Regions from separate parts of the Podarcis muralis genome. Here region 1 is linked to region 2. Evidence: chromatin contacts called from public Hi-C data. All regions are on one chromosome and are shown on one strand. The core of a region is the stretch at or near the end of the contact, and the rest is flanking DNA. Distances in the headings are between cores, read along the strand shown.

Region 1 (3,749 bases), core at 773-3,272, 660 kb after region 2:
ACTTAGCCATATTATTCAGCTAAAATGTTTCACTGTACCTCTGCTCCCACTGGCACTGGAGAACATATTATATATAGCCAAAGGTGACACAAACCATAGGAAGAACTTGAAAATGCAGGAAGTAACTTTACAGAGCTTGCTCTTTCACCAGCAGCAAAGCTATACTGTATTAACCGCACTGTGGGAGCAATAATTTCCATCCAGTATATTGTCACTTTTGCCCTTTCTGGCAACACTTAACCCATCTCCCCATCCTTGCAGATCAGAGCAGCGAGGCTTGAAGGGATGCAGAGCTGAAGAACTCTCAGCAACCTTGTCCAATGCTGCAAATCAGCGGCCTAGAGTACCACGATACAAATACAGTATGATCCAATCTTGTTGGAAGATACCACTTCATCTTCTCATCTCTTAACACTTGCTCCCAGTTACTTTGCCAATTTAATCCTAAACATTATGGCTCATATAATTACTCTAAAGAATTAAACCAAGGAGACGGTAAGAGGGAACTCATGTTTGGAAGGCAGTTGGAATAGAACTCAGATTTTTCATTCCACAGAACTCCATGCACACAGCCTATGGCACACCACCCTCCCGGCCCTCCATCTCTTCAATCCCATGCAAAGACCTCCCAACTTGCAGCTTTCCCCTTCCACTACCTACTCTCATCTCCAAGCAGTTCAAGTCAGACATCTCCCACTCGGTGTCGCTTATTGAGTGATCACAAAGCAAAACAGTGTCACTTCTAGACCCTGGGCGGCTCGGGTAGTGCTAAAGGAGCACCCAACAGTAGCAGCTAGCATCCTTCGAGGATGTAAGTTTTAGGATAAAAAGAGCTGTCAGCTCCATAACAATCCAGTGAGCCACTTTTTGCCTCTGGACACCCCCCCCCCTTCCAAGTGTGCACTGTTTCTTTCCCAACCTTGTGCCTCCAGCTGTTTTTGAACTACAACTCCCATCATCCCTGACTAGCAAGACCAGTGGCAAGGGATGATGGGAATTGTAGGCCAAAAACAGCTGGAGGCACAAGGTTGGGAAACACTGACGGCCGGTCGCCAGGGTGGTGAGATGCAACGCAGGAGAGGTGTGCCCCTCTTAACAGCTGTGTGGGGAAGAGGCAATTTCATCCTCCTTCGCTGGGCAAGGGCGGCCAGGAGGGGAAAGGCCGGACTGGGTGTTCCTGTTCCAGCCGCCCCTTAATAGTTGCGCAGAGGTGGAGATGTGCACAGAGCCAGCTTGTCATGCAAGCGGCACCTGCTGGGGAAAACCCCCTCTTCTGCACAACTGTAGGATGCATGAGGAGCCCGGGCATCTTCTTCTTCTTCTTCTTGCTTTCCTTAGGGCAAGAATTGCTGCCAGCGACTCCCGGGCAAAGCGCAGGCTGCCTGCGGCCACCTCTCCTCCCGCGACCCTGACAGAGAGCCAAACTCCAAGCCCCTTTTGGGGGCTGCTGGGGGGCAGCTTCCCACTGCCCACCGGACCCACCTCCTGGGCAGCACGCAGCCTTTTCCCCGACCGCACCGGAGCGCCGCTCCCGACATGCTGCCTCCCCGACCGACCCTCGGCGAAGTGGGCTTCGCCGGCGCCACTCCTCCTGCGCTCCCAACTTCGGCAGGCAGGCAGGCAGAGCGCGGCGCCAGCGGGGAAGGAGCACGACGAGGTCTCCTCCTGCTCCGCCCAGGCAGAGGGAGCCCCCCGGACGCTGCTTGCCCCGCCGCCGCCGCCTCACCTCCGCCGCACTTGCCAGCCGCAGGTGGACCCGACTCCCGCCGTCACCGCTGCCGCCGCCTCCATGTTTGTTGTGTCTCCCGGAGCCCAGGCGTAACCCGCGTCCTTCCCCCTTTCGAAATCCCGCGAGAGCTCCGCCAGCTCCGCCAACAGGCGCGGCCGGCGCGCGCCGTTCTCAAAGAGAGGCGTGGGAAGCCGCGCGCTCTCGCTCTCTCTTTCTCCAAAGCGGGTGGTTTGCTTGTTTTTATTTTCCTCTTGAGTTCTGTAGAACTTCCGGTATCCAGTCGCATACCGTCGGGCTCCCGCCTTTAATGTGCGGGGGCGAGAACGAAGGGGATGCGCAAACGCCTGTAAAAATCAAAGCGACGCTGCTCCTTATCGGGAGCGGGGAGTTGGGGAACGAGAGTCGTTCCGCTTCTAAACACTCCCGCCCCTCAGGAGGAGGGTTCCATTGGGAACCAGAAGTGCGTTGCGCGGCAGGCTTTCCGTAAAGGTGCGCAGAAGATCCCTCTTTGGGTTCCTCCAGCAAGTTCGGTGTCCGCTCGGCCTTCGGGGAGAGAAGCTGCGGCGGCAGAAGGGATGGCGGCGGCAGGGGCTCTGTCTTCGCTCAGGCGCTGCGGGAAGGTAAATGTCGCCGTTGTTTTCCAGGAGCTCAGCTCGGGCTGTTTTCAGATCCAGGACGCAGGTGGCAGGTGGAGGCTGCAGGTGGGCTGGTCGATCGGCTGCTTTGCAAGCAGATGGTCGCAGGTTAGAATCCCGGCATCTTGAGTCAAAATGAGTCGGGAAGCCAGTGCGAGTAGAGGAGCGTAGTCCAGATGTGCAAGGTAGTCTGGCCCCTGGTAAGAGGGAGAGTCCTTTGTAAACCTGACCTGTACAGGTGAGCTGTGTCCAAGCACAGATCTAGCCGCGGAGAAAGGTTCCCTTGTTGAATTTCAGGAGGATGCACGGGAAAAGGTGGTTAAACTGTACTTGGACAAGAGGGCGTGGGTGCATACGGTCTCCATGCACAGTTGCCAGATCGGAGAACGTGATTTCCAGATGCTGCTGAGTTCTGGCACCTCTCACTCTCTCTTTAGAAATGGATAAAGGGTGTGTTTGTGCGCAGGGGAGCCATGAGATGATCTCTCCTTCATCCCACACCCCTTTTCACTCTGTGGAGTAGGCTAAATTTGCATACCCTTTGTTAAGATGTGCCAGTAATAATAATAAGCCTAACGCAACAGTTCTAAACATCAAGGTGTCAGCTCCACTGAACACTGACTTCTGAATGAAAATGCATATAACTCTGCTGCAAAGCTAGGTGTAAGCATGGTCCTTTCAGTGATCACCAGGGCAACACTATGAGATAGAAGTGTAGAATAAGCAGGATGGCCCCCTTAGTAGGTGCATCAAGCCTGGCTTACCACCTTCTGAAGAAAAGTAATACACATTGCCAACTAAAGAGGGAACTACTATAAAGCTACTAAGTCCAGCACTACTAGCTGTTCAATATTGACTTAGGAAATAAAACTTCATTCATGTAGGTCCTTTATTGTAGGAATGAACAAGAGAACTTGGTAGCCCATATTTCAGTATTTTTGAAAAGAGCTGTAGAATACTTCAGTATACTTATTTTATGTGTGCCAACCCCTTTCAAGGGCCTAACCCTAGAGTGTGAACTTTCTACATAATTCAGGAGTTATTTGCAAATGTTCCTGTATATTGCCCATTGTAAATTTTATAGGGGAAGAGAGCATTGCAGGGAGTTGCCTCTTTTTATAAAGTGAGAGCAATCTTGGTCAGCAAGAATTTGTTTAATGTGAAGGTGGGTTGACTTGCAAATTAAAACCCAATCCTGTGTACTTAGCCCATATCTAAGCCCACCGAAACAGGTTTGCATTTATAAGCAAGCCACAGTTAAACTAAACAAACCATTTGCATTGAATCTAAATGTATCCAATGTGTTTAAATCTGCATAGGACCTAACAACATAAACCAGGCCACTAGGCTCCAGTACTAAGCCCTTTTATATTATAGTTATTGTA
Region 2 (3,508 bases), core at 696-3,195:
AGAGGCATCAAAAGTAAATACTGCGTCTTAAAGGGACAGGCTTCTTATTCGTTGCAGCGGGTTTAAGTCTATCGTGTTCTCTGCCTTAAAAAAAACCCTTTAGACATAGATATCGTTTCTTTTTCTGGCACGGTTTTGGGGGTTTTATTTGTCTTTAAAACCATCGTGGCAAACAGAAATTCAACAGATGGAGATGAAATGATGGGAGAACCTTTCACCTGTTTTGTTCCCATTGCTGCCTGCTATGCAGCTTTGAAAGGCATTGTAAATTTCCCCAGAAATAGCCCAATACTGTGTCGCTAATGCAGCCAGTGAATTCTCAGTTCTGACAGTTGTGTCTGAATCGTGCATACATCTTGCAAACTGTGCTTGTTTATTTGGGCATCAATCCCATTGTGTAGAATGAGATTCCCCAGGTAAAGCAGCATAGGATGACAGCTTTATTTCCCTTTGAAGTCACTCCAGGCATGGGGGAAGTAACATATAAACTATCAAAATAATTATAACATCTGCTCCACAGCTCCGGGGCCAAGTATACCCTTCCCTTCCGTTTTGTCTAATTGCCTAGCCTATTTTTCCCTGTCCTTCTCATACAATCTGATTAATGAGCAAACTACTGCTTTAAATTATGTCAGTAGGATAAACATTACTGAAGCTGCAGCCCTCTCTACCCACTCAGTGGGACTCACTTTTAAGCAGAGACTGCCATACTGAGGAGGGAGGACTAGAGTGCTCAGGTTTCCAATTTTTTACGGCTTTCTGACATTTTAAAACGTCGCACGAAACTCATAGACGACAAAACAACTATGCAGGTTCATCAGAAGCAAGTCGCACTGAGCTCAGCCGAGCTTCACTTTTGCACAAGTTTATTTTGGTGTAAATCCCACTGTTTGTGCAGGACTAAACGGTGTGCTCAGTGGGGTTTACTCATTTGCAAGAGCCTTACTTCTGAGCAAACGGGTATTAGGCTAGACTAGAGCTCTAAACGCCTCCTTTTCGCGGGCTTAATTTCTCTTAATTTCCTCCTCGCCCAACTACGTTTCCCCCTTCAAAAGCTCCGAAGTTCTGTCTTAAAAAACCAACTTTTTTTTTTGGAGCCAGGAGCCTTGTTTCAAAGCTGAAAGGACGAAGGAGAACTTCTATAGCCCTTGCCCTTATCTTCTCGCGTTTTCACTTGGGCTACTGTTGCTCCTCGGCTGGGAGGCTGCTAACGGGGGGGGGGGAGCAAATGCAAGGGCTGCGTGGCACTCCCTGGCTCTCGGGAGGAAGGCGGCCGGCAGCAGCGAGGCCACGAAAAGTCTCAACACGAATGCCGCCATTAACTCCCAGGCGGAGAGCGGGGCAATCGGCGGCCCCTTCTTCCGAAGGGCAAGAGCACAGGGGGGGCTCCGTAAAAGCAACGGACAGGGCGTGCCAGTTCCGCCATCTTTACTGAGGGAAGGGCGTTAAGTAACAAGCGGCGGAGAGAAAAATGCACCCGCGACAGGTGTGCTGCGGGAAGCCGTCGTTACGTAGTCGGGGATTTCCTCTGCAGGCACATCGGCGCCTGCCTTCCCCGCTCCCCCCCCCCCGCCTTAGTTAGGGCCTTCCTGAAGTTATTCTTCCACCCTCCAGCTCTTACCGTGGCTTGCTTTCCCCCCGGCAGAGTGACAGTAGCCGCACCGGTAGCCCTCTCTCGTCCCTTCGTAGGCCACGACGGAGTCCATGATGCCCAGCCGGTCCCTGCTCGCGCTACGATGCCTCGTTGGCAGAGGAGGGGGGATTGGAGCACCTTGAGCCACCTGCTCCACCTTGCGATCGTTTTGGCAAGCTTCTCCCCCTCCCTTGCCCTTCACCTGTTCCACCCACCCGAAATAATAAGCTTCAGTTCCCGAGGATGCGGCTCTAGGAGCGCCATCGCCTGCTAAACAGGAGCGCTCTCTCCCCACCTCAAAGCACGTGCCTCTTGCTTTCTGGGTAGGAAACAGCCGCGCTTACACTCGAATGTCCCTTTTCAGAGCCCCAGCTTTCAACAGCCGACTGCTAACACAGGGATGTGCAACAAGTGGCCCTCTAAATGTTGTTGGGACTTCCGTCTCCCATTATCCCTGACCACTGGCTGCAGCGGCTAAAGGGAGTTGGGAGTTTAGCAACATCTGGAGGGCGCAAGTAGGGTGGCCACCCGCTTCTCGTAACCAGAAGTCAGTGTGGAAAACGCTAGATTTGCTGCAATTTAACGAAATTATCTCTCCCAAACTCCTCTCCTAGCCTAAATCCAGCTCACTAGCATGTGGAAGTGCATGCTGACAAGGGGCAGAATGAGAAATAGCTTGCTCTTACACATTTAACAATATTTTTATATTAATTTTTCGCACACGAAACCTGAGAGAACATGTGCCTTCTTCCTTTTGTTTCTGGGAAGAACTGCTGGTACACCAATCACTTACATGAAAGTCTCTGACTGCTATAGGCACCTGCCACTACCACACCAGAGGGAAAAGAAAACTAGAAGCTTAAAGTTGAGCCATTTATGCAACTATAGCCAATAACACTTGCCAACCTAAACACTTAATGGAAGAATAAGGACCAGATCAGCATTTATTCTGCCTTCAGACCATCCTTTGCTGGTAACAACGGCAGCTGTTTAAACAATACAATCCAGTATTTTAATATTGTACTAATTTCCACCATCACACTAGAAGGAAGGATAGTTCCTTCAAACTCTGCTCTTCTTGAGTGCAGAAAGATATAGATTCAAACAAATACATTCATCCTTCAGTTCTCTAGTTCCTAGGATGACATTCCAAGGGCCATAAGCACCATCTGATTTCTCTCTCAGGCCACATAAATCTGAACTCAAGGGTCTCTATTCCAGCCGCCACAGAAATGTCCCCACAGTCCTGATATGAAGAAGTGCAGTAGCAATGGAGCTTTCCCAATTCCCTACTAGTTCCCCAAACTGGGGGGTGGGAAAAGAGACTATGCCAGGGTTGGAGATTATTTGTCAAAGGGAGTAAAGCAAACAAAAAAACAATAGTAATTAAAAAACAATAATAATGAAAAAGGCCTAGAGGAGAGCAGCACTGTTCTGCCCTGTAGGCATGAGCCTGGCAGGGCACTGGATGAGACAGTCTTCACTTCACCTTAGATTTCAGTCTTAATTGTCCTGCAGGTTTCCAGATTGGGTGGGCATGAGAAATAAATTGATATGACCCTACTACAGGATATGGGTTAGATGTATGCACATAAGTGATTAAGTCCATATTATGGAGGCTGGTGACAGAGGGGCTCATATTAGGCCAATATTAAGTTCCCCCTAGCCAACTACACATGCAACGAACTAAGTAAGAATTTTACTAAGCTCCTGCACAGAGAAATCCACAGAAGTTATATAATTCTCCTACCACAGGCTAATGGTTAGAGATGACTATCCTTTCATATTCACGAACACAAGTTGCTACTTGGTACATTGGCCTATATACCTATTATAATGTTGATATTAAAGCTAGGTTACAATTAACATTACTAT

Evidence for each region. A called contact is a pair of places that touch in the nucleus more often than the background predicts.
Region 1: a contact with region 2 is called in a Hi-C map of blood, with 4 times the contacts expected there. The contact joins the promoter of ACADSB here to the promoter of ATE1 in region 2. A contact is called at or near these places in 2 of 3 Hi-C or Micro-C datasets (blood and tail).

Annotation. Positions count from the first base shown.
Region 1 is chr6:54,909,111-54,912,859 of rPodMur119.hap1.1, forward strand. ACADSB (acyl-CoA dehydrogenase short/branched chain) reads left to right here and starts at 2,023. Exons shown (of 11, transcript XM_028730018.2): 1 at 2,023-2,349. The coding sequence starts at 2,305. It overlaps IKZF5 (IKAROS family zinc finger 5), which reads right to left and starts at 1,881. Exons shown (of 5, transcript XM_077930334.1): 1 at 1,727-1,881.
Region 2 is chr6:54,248,938-54,252,445 of rPodMur119.hap1.1, forward strand. It overlaps ATE1 (arginyltransferase 1), which reads right to left and starts at 1,946. Exons shown (of 12, transcript XM_028730063.2): 1 at 1,622-1,946. The coding sequence starts at 1,706.